Regions from separate parts of the Mus musculus genome. Here all the other regions are linked to region 2. The links are chromatin contacts, called in public Hi-C and HiChIP or PLAC-seq maps. All regions are on one chromosome and are shown on one strand. The core of a region is the stretch at or near the end of the contact, and the rest is flanking DNA. Distances in the headings are between cores, read along the strand shown. Region 1 overlaps Ipo5 (importin 5). Region 2 holds the start of B930095G15Rik (RIKEN cDNA B930095G15 gene). Region 3 overlaps Ipo5 (importin 5).

Region 1 (4,687 bases), core at 1,210-3,709, 320 kb before region 2:
GGGATAAAGCTCAGACTGCAGGTGCCTTTACCCCTGAGCCAGGTCTCTGGACCCCTGAAAGTTGTTTTTGTTTTGTTTATTGAGACATGGTCTATTGTGGTGGTGGTGGTGGTGGTGGTGGTGGTGGTGGTGGTGGTTCGGTTCGGTTCTGTTTTTCAGACACAGGATTTCTCTGACTGGCCTAGAGTTACTCTGTTGACTAGGCTGTCCTGGAGCTCAAAGATCTGCCTTCCCACCCCCCTATACCCACCCTAACCCCACTCCCTGGCTGCAACAGGGTCTTATATAGCCTAGCTGCACCTCAGACTCAAACCTCTTCTGAGTGCTATTAAAAGACAGTTTTTTGGTTGATCTTTAGGATTTTTATGGTTTTCCTTTTTAAAGGAAGATCAAGTGTAGCCTGTGTGTGCCTGTAGCTTGCTAACTAGCCAAGGATGATTTTGGACTGCTGAGCGTCGTCCCGACTCTACCTTCTAAGTCCTAGACTTTCCATCAGTTTTATGAGGTGTTGAGAATGGAATACAGGGCTTTCTGCATACTGGGCGAACACCAGCTAAGCTACAGCTCAACCCTAACAGGCTTTCTTAGCCCTTAAAAGAATAGTTACAAAATCTGTATGTTGGAGAGGTTGTATAAGCACTTACTTATTAAATTACCAAATAGCCTATAAGATTTCTATCACCTTTTGTACAAGGAGAAACTGAGTAGGAAGAACAAGCTTGCCCGAGAGCACAGTCCTGCAGAGTGGAGGGCTGACAGTGAGTGCAGACAGGACCGCAGAGTGCTGCCCGCTCGGCCACAGGCCTTGCTGCTGTTCTTCACGGTGTTAGTTCCCGCCAACAAGTTAATACTCCAAGGCTGCCTCCTGCCTTAGTCACAGATCAAAGATTGGTTTCCATACTGTAGTGGTCCAGTCTTGTCCAACACCAAACACCTGGGGGTTTTTGGGCAAATATGTGTTATCCTAAAATGGTATCACATAGGTAACACAACTCAGTTGTGTATGTATATATCTTAAGTGCCAGTATATATGCCTGTTACAAAGTATGAAGAAATAAAAATACAGTACAATAAATAGCTTCCTTTTCTACAAGCAAGTGCTTAGGCACAACTACCCTAGAAGACTATCAGACAGAATGGTCTGTGATCTGTGCACATAGCTAAAACTGGACAGATAGAGCATTGATAAGTCAAGCCTCACTTGCTTTTTACTGTTGGTAAGAGTTCCTGACCACAGTGGCAGAGACAAGGTGTGTCCAGGGGGCTCAGTGGATAGCCATGAGCTCAAGGGCAAGCTTCAGGGTCAGTGAGAAATCACAGTAGAGAGTGATAGAGAGGAAGACATCTGATGTTAACCTCTGGCTTCCACACATGTGGGAGAGTATTCAGGGCACTGTGCAGTAACTGTAGACATGCAAAGTTTATACGTGTGAGAGTGTGTGTGCAGTACACTGTTAGACATACAAAATCCACATGTGTGGGAGTGTGTGCAGTACACTGCACATACCAAAGTCCTTCATGGTAAAATGGTGTTGAGTTTATATATGACCATGTATACTTTGATGTACGTGATTGTGTGGCTTCTAATACCTAACAGGAGGCAAGTGCTGTATAATTCTTTAGGAAATAGTGATAAAAAGACTGGGCTGGGTGTGGTGGCCCACTTCCTTAGTCGCAGTACTTGGAGGCGAAAGCAGTTGGATCTCTTGAGTTTTGAGGCCAGCCTTGTGTACATGGTGAGCTCCAGCCAACCAGAGTTAACACAGTGGACCTTGACTCAAAAAAAGTTTGGGTACTGTCACTATACAGTTTCCCACTCAATTTTTTTGTTGTAATTGGTTCAACCTGTGATACAACTAAAGCTAAAAATAAGTTGTTAGATTCTAGGCTCAGATCATGTGATTTCCCATTTTTAGAACTACTTGGCATTTGTGATCATGGGAGATCTATGATGAGAGAATCTTGTGATTTCCTCATAAGCCAGAGCCAGTGTCTCCTAGCCTTGACTTTTCTTGCCCTCAGTCATATGGTAAGCAAGAACTGCCTCCTAGAAGAAATTACATACGATGTGTGCAATACAGTTTTTCATAGTGGCTATACTAACATGTTCTCAACAGTTTAGAAGAGGTCCACTGTCTCCACGCCCTAACTAGTGGTTTGTTGTGATTAAGCCATTCTTACAGTTGGGAGGCTGTTTTCATTGTGGTTTCGGGTTTTCCTCTCCCAGGACTCAGGCCTAAGTGTGTTTGGTGTATTTGGTGCGTGTGTGCATGCGTGCATTCTACACTCAAAAGGAAAGGTATTCTCTTAACTCCGGGTAGCACATTTGTACTTGCCTAATTGCAGTGGGCAAGTATTTAGTGCTTCTTAGGAATAAAGCACTGCATCACAAGGTGAGTCTTGAGCACACTGGTTTTCTGTTTCTCATTTGTAGGCTGTCAATGACTCATGCTACCAGAATGATGACTCGGTCCTAAAATCCCTTGTTGAGATTGCAGACACCGTACCAAAGTACTTGCGCCCTCACTTAGAAGCAACTCTGCAGTTGAGTCTGAAGGCAAGTGAACTCCCTCGATCAGGATTTTTTTCTTCTTGTCATGTTCCGGTAGTCTGAACTACTGAACATATACCAATTTGTCTTTGTAGTTGTGTGGAGACACTAACCTCAATAATATGCAGCGCCAGCTTGCCCTTGAAGTGATTGTGACACTGTCAGAGACTGCAGCTGCTATGTTAAGAAAGCATACCAGTCTCATCGCACAGACGAGTAAGTCAAAACTCTGCCAAGACTTTTGTGATTGCAAGCTTGTTGAGTACCTTTGCTAGGATTTGTGTAGTTTCTCAGCTTATTCAGAATATGAGTATGTGTTGAGTTAGGGGAATCTGGGAATCTGTACATGTTTGAACCCAGTATTGTGGATCTGCTTTTAGGACTTTGCAGATCTCTGAAACCTGGTGTTAGAACTAAAACTGCCATTCTTAAATCATGTACATAGTTGATGAGTACACACTGATGAAGAGAAGATAGATACCTGACAGCAAACAGAAAGGAGAGTTCATGGCTGCGGCTCCCAGTGCAGACGGGACCACAGTGCGCTCCACTCTGCTCACTCCTGACAGGGAGGGCTGCGTATGCTCAGGAGGCCCATGTCACTGTTGTGCTGTGGACATACTTTAGCTTAGGGACCAACCTTCCCATTCTTTATGAGCTTGATTTAGAAAGTGAATGCACAGCAGACTGTAGTTTTGTAGTTTCTACAATGAGGGATGAACTTAAACCTTTAAAGACAGGAACAAGGGGAGGGTCTCCACTGTTAGTGTGTCTGTTGCCACTTCCAGACAAAGCATGCAGTAACATGCTGAGGATTGGAAGCAAAGAAAACTTACTTGTTACTTATTAGATCTAAGAGTTTCATAAGGTTACTAACGATAAGAACACTAAAAATGGTTAGAAATAGCAGGTGAGCAGATGAGACCCAGTCAGACCAGTCAGAGACCAACAGAAGTAAAAGGGAGTTCTCAGCGCAGCCTCTATCCTAGCACCATGGCAGTCAGACTATAGGAGCTGCTCACATGGACCTGGTCTGCAGCTGCAGTGAGGTTGGACGATCCTAAGTGGTCAGGATGGGTTAGATGGGCACCATGGAGAGCTTGGCCCTACAGGCAAAGGAGCAGGGTGTTGGTGCAGGTCTAGGCGCTAAGAAAGCAAAATAAGGAGAATCAGAACAGACAGTTCACAGGGAAAGCAAAGCTGACCTGTGAAGTCAGTGATCAGAGGTATTGAGACAACCGTTTATTTGTGCAGGAGAAAAACTCCACGGACCCATCTGCGATATGTTAAAAAAAACAAAATAATAATAATAATAATAATAATAATAATTTGGGGTTGATTAAAGATCCAAGTAAATATAGATAGGTTTTATAAGTAGAAGCTAAATAGGAAAGCATTAGTTACAAGCCAGAGATAAAGACACTGCTGCAATTGCAAATACTAAAAATACATTTTTTTAAATAAATCATCTACTAAAAGACAAGGTTCAAACCAGCAAGGTATATTTTAGGCTTACCTGGGCTACATGAGACCCTGTCTCAACAGCTAAACCATACGCTTAAGAAAGAAGGATATAGCAAAGTTTTGTATTCTAGAAGTGAGATTTGTAAGACAGGATTCCGGCTTAGCATTGGTAACTCAATAAAGACAACAGTGGTTAAAAAATATGTGTTGCTAAGAGGTTTGAAGGTACCAAGGAAGAAGCAGATTTGGGGCATGCATGCAGCCCATGTTGTTCATGGGCAGTGATTTTACAGAATTCAAAACCTACCAGCAAGCACTCAGGTCCCACCATGGAGCTGCTGGTGTTTTGTATTGCCTTTTCAAGTCCTCTTAGGTAAGGCTTACTTACCTAATGGCTCGAAGTCACTTCTCTTCTTCCACATTACGTAGGTTACAGGATAAGACGCAGGTCACGGACCCATCTTGCCAGTCTGTCATGGGTATTCTGAAGTGACTGCTTGCTTGAACGAAAGGCTGTAGAATCTGTGTGGCAGGCAGGCTGGAAATAATGTTCCTTTGGGGGTGGGGGGAAGCAATCTCAATTAAAATTCTTTATTTTGGGGGGAGGGGCATTAAAAATGAAACATGTTAATAAAATAAATTCAGTCTTGAGGTATAAATTAATTCTTGACT
Region 2 (4,393 bases), core at 842-3,341:
GTTTAAGGGACTTTTCCTTATTTCTGCTTACACAGAAGTCTGATAACTAAATAGGAATGAGCTCTTTTAGCCTTGTAATGTGATTGCCCATCCCCTGTGCCTGGGAACCTGTTACCTCTTTCCCCTTGTATTGTAGCACAGTTTTCTCCTGATTGGTTCTGTGCCAGCAAAGCCAATTTATCTTCCGCTTCTTAGCTAGTATTTAAGAAAGCAACAGTCCCAGCAAATTAATAGTGCCTAAAAGAATTGGGGGCAGGTTTGTTCCGAAATCCAACATCCCGTCATCTGAGAGTAGTCACTAACTGTCCTTACAGGGGCTTATCCTCTGCTCTAGAAGATTTCAGAAGTTAGTCAGAGAACGTGCGTGCCTGCAGTGAGCCGAGTGTAGCAGGGTTGCTGAGGTGACAAATTGTCCCCGATGTCCCTATGCAAAGCTCAGAAAGCACCAAGCCTTCCCAGAACTCCCCATTCTCTGACCTTGTGACCTCAGGCTCCAAGGCTTCCAAAGCCCACAGTCTCCATCTGGGACTTAGAAAGGACCTATATTTGTGTGACGTTGAACTGAGGTGAGGAAGGCCAGTGTCACAGTTGGCTGTCAAAAACGCAAAGCAGAGACCAGAGGGCTTCCTGAGACCTCAGTCTATCCACTGCAGCATACATGCTTCGGGCCTCTGGACTGAAGGAGCCTGGGCCTTTGAGCCTTGCCTACTCGCTGCTGCTCTGCAAACAGTATCTCACGGCCAAGGGTGGGAGACAGAGAAACTCAGAGTTTAAAGCTCCTCGCGGATGCTCTAGGACCCCTTACATTGTGATGTTATGTTAGATTTTATTTTGAAATATATCTAGTGGTTCCCCATGTGGATCCTTGTTAAGAGCAAACTGAAAAGGCATGAAATTCCTTTAGCGTGAAGAAATGCACTTAATGAGTTCCAGAGCCCAATGTGAACGGCCTCAGCCCCTGAAACAGTCATCTGGATGCCATCGATGGTATTTTATTAGATAGGCATTTAATTAGAGGAAGCTTTTGGGCCAGATTCTTTCTTATATGTGTGATTCATATTCAGGAATTTCTTACACGGCCATCCCCCTCCCCACCCACCCCACCCCCGCTCTTTGGCCCTGCGCTTAAAATCTGAGTAGTAAGACTTTTTTCTCCTCAAGAACATCTTTGAAGATTTAAACCAAGTAATGAAAAAAAAAAAAAAAAAAGTCCAGGCCTGAAGAACCTAGATGCAGAGTCAGCCCCTGGCCTGCTGAGTCTTGGGGGGGGGGGGGGAGTTGGGGGGAGTTGACCTCAGAAGTCTCCCTGGTTGTACGTTGCCAAGCTTTTTGTAAAAGGAGGATTAAAATTCAGATAGGAAACATTTTTAACATTGGTGAATTGATGGTAAATGTGCTTAGAGGTTCGTTTTGTCCCCTTTTTCCCTTTTTATCTAGAGTCCCTGACCACAGGAGTTCAGTCTGCTTTCTCCCCGTACAGTGCTTTCTGCCCTCTCTGAGCAGCGCTGTGCTTGCCACAGGCGCAGCCCTTATTGAATGAGCCTCAGAGGTACAGGTGGACCCAGCCTGCAGTTAGTCAGTCAGGCTTGGTTTGACTCTGTGTGCCTCTGTCTTGATCGCTTGGCTTTGCCTGAGCCCTTTACGTGGGTTTAGCTAGAATTTCCATAGCCACTGTGGTTATAACTCCCATGGCAAGCTGTTTCCTGCTCCTCTCTCCCATCCGAACCCATTGCTCCTCCGTGTTCCTCCAAGGTTTCCCTCCATCACATTGCACGGCTCAGGTCTGTTCTGCTGTCGCTGAATTCTGCAATGAAGTGCAAGAGTTTCTTTAAACGCAAGGAACAGACTGTAGCTTCATGCTGGCCAAACAAACACACAGGAGGGAAAGCCTGTGTTGGGAACAAGATTTTAAAAGGGGGTGGGGCCAAAGAACTGATTGGCACTGCTTTTTCCTTTGGTTTAATCCACCCCTTTCCCATGTGATGAGCTGAAACTTAAAACAGGAAATGAACTCACTGGAGGCACCAGGTACTGGGTGTTAACACAAAGGCCTGGCATTCAGGCCAAAATTAGCATGCCTCTTAATATCATTTTTTTTTTTTTTTTTTTTTTTTTTACGAAAGAGGTACTAATGAAAAGCATTTAAAAAAAAATTCCATAATGATTCAGATGTGGAGTCAGCTTAAATCAAAGATCCACGTGGTCTGGTTGCCACCAATTGGACAGAAAGCTGTGTGGTTCTCCCTTTTAGTAGCCTAGATACATACTTCCGAGTATGTCTCCTGGGAGCAGAGTTGAAAGTGTGGGTTTATGTTAACCGGCTGTGGCAGGGACAAGGAAAGGGGTAGGTCTGTTGGAAAAAGGTCTTCATGAAGTGAAGAGCGTAGCACTCTCAGAAACCTCTCACCCAGAGACGTGTTGCTCTCCAAGAAAACAATGGAATGCCCGACCAGAAAGAAGCTAGGGAAGCGCTTAAAACTCTCAGAGAGAGAGAGAGAGAGAGAGAGAGAGAGAGAGAGAGAGAGCTCTCCACACAGCCTTGGCTTTGCTTGGTTCTCCATTGAGGTTTTCTTGGGTGACTCTGTTGAGCCCATGATGGCCACTGGGCACAGCCCGGAAGGGGGCTCCCCTGCATGTTTGTGGCTCTGGTATTAGATGGCAGCTTCGCATGCAAGGCAGCACCTGTCCTTCTTCCTAAGGACTCTGGGCCAGGTTAGCTGCTCTGCGATGTCTCCAGATGACAGTTGTTGGTATGGAAAACCTGCCCCTATAGTGGTTGGGATAGAGTTCGAAAGGTCACGTCAGCAAAGCAAAGGTTGGTGCTGCGCCTGTGTGCACTGGTGCCAGGCAGCACTGCAGCCCCCTGGGCTGGTTCAGAATATTCAACAGTGGTGGGAAATGGCAGAAGACAAAGGCCCTTACAGAGTCTGGAGGTGGGAATGGGGCATGCAGGGTTCTGGCCGGTCTGTCATCCCTGGTGATGAGCGTCTGTCTCACGCAGCTGCACCCCCAGCTCCCTTTCCCCTGGCTTCCAGTGTGAGAAGCAAGACCTTGACCCTCTGCCTGCAATGCTACAGAAAGACCACACTTAGCTCTTCAGTTACCAAGAATGCCCGCTCTCTCCAGGAGCATCTAGAGGGCTTGAAGGGTCATCAACCCCTTGCTCTCACCTCTTCCTGCCTTGGAAAATTGCTGCAAACCTCACTAACCGAATCTCACCAGCCCAGCCCATGTTTTTAACACAATTTCCTCCTGTTCTCTCTGTGTGTGCATTTAATCCTTGAGGTAATAATGTGTTGTATTAAAATTTTCTGATGCACTGAATTAATTCTCAAGTAGAAAAGGCTGGGGACTTCATTCTCATTTCTGTCATTTGTTTAATAAATTTAAGAAACATTCTTTCCATTGTTCCACTGTATACCGTTTTGTCAGCATGTACCTACCTGGGAGAAGACGCTCTGTTTTGAACATTCTGTCTTGATCCTTGGAGCATGGCATACCTTCTGTCCCCTGCACTGTTGGAACGCTGTTTGATGTCTTTTCAACCCAAAACCTTGCCTAAATACCAATTTGTACCTGGAATACCCTTTGTAGAACACAGCAGTCGCTCACCCAGCGGCACTTTGACAGACCGAATCATGGCCACCCAGGCGCCGGGAGAAGTGTACACTTGGCTTTTGTGGCCTCATCTTCTCTCAAGGCCCTGCACCGTATAAGGTGCTATGGGGTGGGGCAAGCCCTTGGAGGAGAGCAAGTTCACTTTAAAGGGGGGCAGATGTAGGTGGAACAGAGCGCATCTGAGACAGCAGCTTACGTTGGGAGCTCACACAGCCAGCCGTCCACAGGCTGGGCTTTGCTATTCCCAGTGGGAGTGAAACACCTGATGCTGATTGGCTTTGGTGGGAGGGAGTGGGGCGTAGCATCTCCATCAGACAAGCTCTTTGTCCCCTGGGTGGGCACCCACAATGTGTGCTCCTCAGATGCGCCCTGCTTTCACTTCTGCCTGTGCTTCCGTGTGGAGCCTCCGCACAGCATGGACTCCTGTCACCCAGGATGCTCTCTGTCTTCTCTGATAGCCATGAGTTTGGTGGCGAGCATGGAAGACCAAACTCATGTCAAATGTTTGCATGGTATTAATATCTTGTGTTACTCTAAACTCCAGAGGCTTTCCTAAACCTTGTCCTAACGGGAATCTTGCTGTTAACAAACCAAAAACCTGTTTGATGTAACTGTTCTTTCCCACCGATGGCTGAAGCTTTGTCCTTCCTACAAGATGGTATACTAGACTCCACGTTCCTCAGTGACACCAAGTTCACAAGTCCTCCGCCATCTTCAAAGCAGGATTCTCCTTTACCTTTGCCCTAGAAGTAAGAGCAGCCTTGTATGCTCTCTG
Region 3 (4,646 bases), core at 1,134-3,633, 300 kb before region 2:
GCCTTAGAAACTACTACGTTGTATGATTGCTTTGGTGTCTTTCTGCCCTCTAGTTCTGGCTCTTTCACTGTTAGTTACTGGGTTTAGTTTGTTGGTTCAGGTATCCAGTAGAATTCCTGAATTTTGGATTTTGGTTTGGGGGTAGCATATTCATTCCTTCATGCCTATTGGATTCAGGTTCATAAATACTGTGTGTATATGACCCATGAGATTCTAAGGAATGTGATAGCCACCCTCAGAGTACACTGTCCTTGCCTGCATCTGAAATAGCACTCCTAGGCTATTTGATCTCTCCTTGGAAGTGACCTGTGTCAGTGACTTCTACTCAAATTTATGTGTCTTTCCATTAAGCCTGCCTGACGTTTACTCTTTGAGAGCATCTGGTCTATCAAACGTTATAAGGCAGTGTTATGACGTATGTGTGCTGTGTGCTTGGCCAGCGCCAGAGGTCTCACGTGGCTACAGCAAATGCTGTGTGGCTGAGCCCTCTTTTTCCTCTTGAGCAGGGTCTCAGTAAGCTGCCCTGGCTGGCCTCGAACTTGGCACTCCTCCTCCTTCCACGTCATGCTTGCTGAGTTGATAGACTTTGAGACAACACTGTCTTGAGAATTGTTGTTTGTTTTGTTTTTGACACAGTGCAGAGTAATACAAAGCACTTAATTCTTTTGTTTGGTCCTTAAAAAAAAGTTCTGAAAACTGAGCCTGTCTTTTTTTCCTGAGTTACATAAGAAGGAACTGCAGGCCTACTGCATAAAACCAGCTGGCTTGCTTCTTAATGTCCAAAAGGACATTTGCTCTTTTTAAAAAGGATTTATTTATTTTATATATGTGAGTACACTGTAGCTGTCTTCAGACACACTAGAAGAGGTCATTGGATCCCAATACAGATGGTTGTGAGCCACCATGTGGTTGCTGGGATTTGAACTCCAGACCTTCGGAAGAGCAGTCGGGTGCTCTTACCCACTAAGCCATCTCTCCAGCCCCGGACATTTGCTTTTAATGAACTTATAGCTGTTGTGTACCAAAGAACACAGGGAAGTGTTGTCATGAGTGATTCCTCTTAACAGATTTTATTTATAAAGATGTTTGGTTTTCTCTCTTCAGTAATCACCCAATTGTTCTTGGCCCAAACAATACCAATCTACCGAAAATATTCAGTATAATTGCAGAAGGAGAAATGCATGAGGCCATTAAACATGAAGACCCCTGTGCCAAACGCCTGGCCAATGTAGTTCGCCAAGTACAGGTAAGCTGGTCTGGTTGAACTGGAAAAGGGCAGATAAAATATCCTAGGCATTAGTTGGGGGTCTATTGTCCTTAAACTATATTAAGAATTAACATTTAATAAGCTGCAGAAATTTCATATTTCTATTGGCAAGCTTCAAAATGGGTTAATAACATAAAATCTTTCCATTGAGCTTAAGTCCTTCAGTGGGTACTTAGCATATGATCATTAATTTCAGAATATCAGAAGGAAACGAGATGCAGTTTAATGATGTCAGAACAAAGCAATTACGGACGACTCATTTAGTGACTTGAGGGTAGGACATAGGCTGCTTTAAGGTACCGGCTGCCGGGCCAGTTTTATTGAGGTAGAGGAATGCACTCTGAAAAAAAGGTCAGATTTATTGGTTTTACAATAGTCGTCAAATTAAGGTATAGAGCGTTTGTTTGGGCATTGTTACAGTCGTGTGTGTTTAGTACTTGAAGAGATCACTATGACCAAACATGTGCATTTCCCCCTAGACTTCTGGAGGATTGTGGACTGAATGCATAGCTCAACTCAGTCCGGAGCAGCAGGCAGCCATCCAGGAGCTCCTGAACTCTGCCTGAAGGGCCTTAACTACCACCTGCCAGAAGACTAACTCCAAATAAACGTTTACCCTTTTGTTTAGGTTTCTTTGTTTTGTTTTTGAGCAAGAGAGCAGTAGTGTTGTGTGTAGGCCGTTCTTCTGGAGCCGTGCACAGGAAAAGTAACCCTGTGTGCAGGGTGGACTGCCATGGATCTCATCAAACCCGCAGAGGAGGTCCCTGTAAGCCTGATGGTAGCACTGCAGAGTATTTTTCTATTGCTGTGTCTGACCCACAAGAAGGGAAAGAGGAAACGATTCCTTTTTTCTCATAGACCTGCAGAAACGTAAGGAACGCAGCTTTCAGATCAGTTCATCCACATAGATGTGTGTTACACAGACTGGGGGACAACCTAGTGTTTATTCTGTAAATGGAGTGAGAGTCTGGGGGGATGGAAAGAAGCCAACCAGCTGCTGACAAGCCAGAAGCAAAGGGCTGTCACTTGATGTCACGCTGGTTCTTTGCAAGAAGGCTCATGCAGTGACTCGGTGTGGAGGCTGTCCCACTCCCTCCCGGCCCTTGAATGTGAAGTGTCGTTGGCATGTCTGGCAGTCGTCTCATTCACTCCTCAATAAACAGCATTGAAATACAAAGAGGCCTGTGTAGAACTTCAGTACTGTCTGTCGTTGATTCCTTTCATGTTTTAATAGAAGAGTGATCTGATATTTTTTTAAGGTGATAGTTCTGGCTCAGTGTTTTACCTCCACGCTCTGCAGTGCAGCCTTGGAAGTGTGTCTCCTGTCTTGGAAAGCGCAGTTATAACACAGCTACTCTGTTCACAATTGGTATTCTGAAGGTTTGCACATTCAACCGGCTTTTTTAAAGCTTAGGGTTGTTCTGTAGATCCAAACGTTTTGGCTTAGGATTTCCATTGCAGATTGTAATTGCTTTAGAGACACACGCAGCTTTTGAATTTTTTTAATTTTACAAGTATTATGGCTAAACTTATTTACTGAAAATTTCAGTAAAATGTGTGAAATTTTCTTTATGTATTAACCTCAGAGCAGTAACTGATGAGCTGTTGTTTCCTTTAAGTAATTTTCTAAGGGATCTTAATAGATTTCTGTTGAAACCTTGGTGTTAACGTTTTCATAGTTTGTACTAAATTTAACTGTGATACAAAAATGAGTTTTATGCATAAATCAGAATTTAAAATTAAAAAATTTTTTCTTTAAATGATTTGCATTACTTCATTAAAACAAAATTTGGAATGAAATTGAAAATGAAATGGATTTTATTCAGATGGCTCTGATTGGCATGTGCCCTTGGACTGCGCACTCAGCCTCCAGCTCTGCATGGTTCAGGTCTGCAGGAAATATGCTGAGCGTGTGGCTTGAGCATCCCATCGGGCAGTGCTTCCAGAATGTCAGGTGCTTGGCCTCTTGGAGAAGGGGTGTGGTGATGTTTGGAGGGGCTTAGTGCTCTGTTCCCGTACCAGTGCTGCAAACCCTCTGTGCTCCAGTCTGAGGTGGGGCATTGTACTGTTGCCCAGTGCCTGGAGCAACGTAAGTTTGGCTTTTGTTTAAATTACTGTTGCATTTGCTGAAAAGAAGCACGTGATAAACACAGCCTACCTGCCAAGGTAAGGTAGTGAGTGGTGTGGTTAGGAGATACTGGGATTTGTGGGGAGCTAAGTGTACGCACTGCACTAAGTACTTGTGAGGACAAATACCTCCCTGTCAGTGACTAGTGGGATCCACAGCAGGATACTGGCGGTTTGATGCAGTTTGGCAAGAGGAAGAATTGGCAGTGAATTTTGGTGGGGAAGAAGCAGGTGCCAGAGGCAACTGTGTGACAGTCTTTACGTTGTTTGGGGACACACCTGGGATATCTCATTCTGTCCGTGCAAGATGAAAATGTTAACTGGCCTTGCATGTCAGTAAGTGATAAATTTTATGAATCTGAGCTTTCTGGAGAGAAAACTAAGGCTCCATCTTTTCTGGGGATTTTGTAACAATACATACTCAGCCCAACTCAATTTTGAATATTTTTTAATGCTATAAATTAGAAATAAAACTGTCATAGTGGTAACTGTGACTCTGTAATGTGAAGCACTTTTATCACAATTCAGGTTGTAGCTTGACTTAGCAAGTATCCATAAGTAAAAAAAATAACTCTTGATGCCGCTGGTCTCCTAATAAATGGCATGTACACACATGTAGTTTGGTAGACATTTTGTGGTCTAGTTATCTTGAAGGTTTCTCGTTTAAATGCCAAGTAGGTCATTGAAAAGGCCAAGTAGCCCACTAAACATCTTCCCTCAGTTAGCCCTGCCCTGGCTTCCTAGGTTGTACCAGCCTTTGCTTTGTTAAGGGCATGAGTGTTAAGGGCCTGCCAGGTACGTCTGGATACCGTATGTGCAGTACCTGAGGAAACCAGAAGAGGGCATCCGATCCCCAGGAACTGCAGTTAGATAGTTGTGAGCTGCCCCGTGGGTGCTAGGAATTGAGCCACACCCTCTCAAGTTCCTACTAGAGTTTTGTATTTTATTCCTTTACTACATGTATTAGTGTGCATTTTCTGCAGTGCTGTATTGAGGTCAGAAGAAAAGCTTGCTAGAGTTGGTTCTCTCCTTCCACAGTATAAGTCCCAGGGATCAAACTGAGGTTGTCAGACTTGGCAGCAAGCACCTTTATCGGCTGAACTGGCTGAGTGCTGGTCCCGCATGCATGAAGCCTGGCTCCAGTCCCCAGGCTGCAGGAGGCTAAAGTCCAGTGAGTGTGACGCTCTGGGCTCAGTCTTAAGTAAAGGAGAGATTGGTTTCTGAGCAGGACATGGGTAAGTGAAAGTATCTC

Evidence for each region. Hi-C and Micro-C count contacts between places; a contact is called where the count stands out from the background. HiChIP or PLAC-seq counts read pairs in DNA pulled down with a chosen protein or histone mark.
Region 1: an H3K27ac HiChIP or PLAC-seq map of the NIH/3T3 cell line shows a contact between it and region 2, with 4 times the contacts expected there. The contact joins the enhancer-like site here to the promoter of B930095G15Rik in region 2. A contact is called at or near these places in 4 of 39 promoter capture datasets (the 3T3-L1 cell line, frontonasal cranial neural crest, hippocampal neurons and 1 more), 1 of 484 Hi-C or Micro-C datasets (nephron progenitors), 8 of 115 datasets of contacts at active chromatin or transcription factors (the NIH/3T3 cell line, craniofacial prominence, embryonic basal ganglia and 5 more) and 2 of 9 other capture datasets (embryonic stem cells and liver).
Region 3: a contact with region 2 is called in a Hi-C map of cortical neurons, with 2.5 times the contacts expected there. The contact joins the enhancer-like site here to the promoter of B930095G15Rik in region 2. A contact is called at or near these places in 1 of 39 promoter capture datasets (the 3T3-L1 cell line), 1 of 15 datasets of contacts at CTCF or cohesin (the NIH/3T3 cell line), 1 of 484 Hi-C or Micro-C datasets (cortical neurons), 3 of 115 datasets of contacts at active chromatin or transcription factors (the NIH/3T3 cell line, astrocytes and cardiomyocytes) and 2 of 9 other capture datasets (adipose tissue and pancreatic islet).

The regions. Positions count from the first base shown.
Region 1 is chr14:120,923,767-120,928,453 of GRCm38.p6, forward strand. It overlaps Ipo5 (importin 5), which reads left to right. Exons shown (of 26, transcript NM_023579.4): 7 at 2,435-2,557; 8 at 2,647-2,767. Among named protein-coding and RNA genes, the nearest start is that of Ipo5, 15 kb to the left of the region's middle. Within about 2 kb of position 2,460, at least 27 of the 459 cell types and tissues checked have an H3K27ac peak or open chromatin away from gene starts, as enhancers often do. A contact at or near this core is called in the NIH/3T3 cell line, where this site is marked.
Region 2 is chr14:121,246,615-121,251,007 of GRCm38.p6, forward strand. It overlaps B930095G15Rik (RIKEN cDNA B930095G15 gene), which reads left to right and starts at 2,092. Exons shown (of 1, transcript NR_155502.1): 1 at 2,092-4,393. The region is part of intron 13 of Farp1 (FERM, RhoGEF (Arhgef) and pleckstrin domain protein 1 (chondrocyte-derived)); the gene reads left to right.
Region 3 is chr14:120,944,973-120,949,618 of GRCm38.p6, forward strand. It overlaps Ipo5 (importin 5), which reads left to right. Exons shown (of 26, transcript NM_023579.4): 25 at 1,105-1,246; 26 at 1,747-3,074. The coding sequence ends at 1,833. Among named protein-coding and RNA genes, the nearest start is that of Ipo5, 36 kb to the left of the region's middle. Within about 2 kb of position 2,384, at least 24 of the 459 cell types and tissues checked have an H3K27ac peak or open chromatin away from gene starts, as enhancers often do. A contact at or near this core is called in cortical neurons, where this site is marked.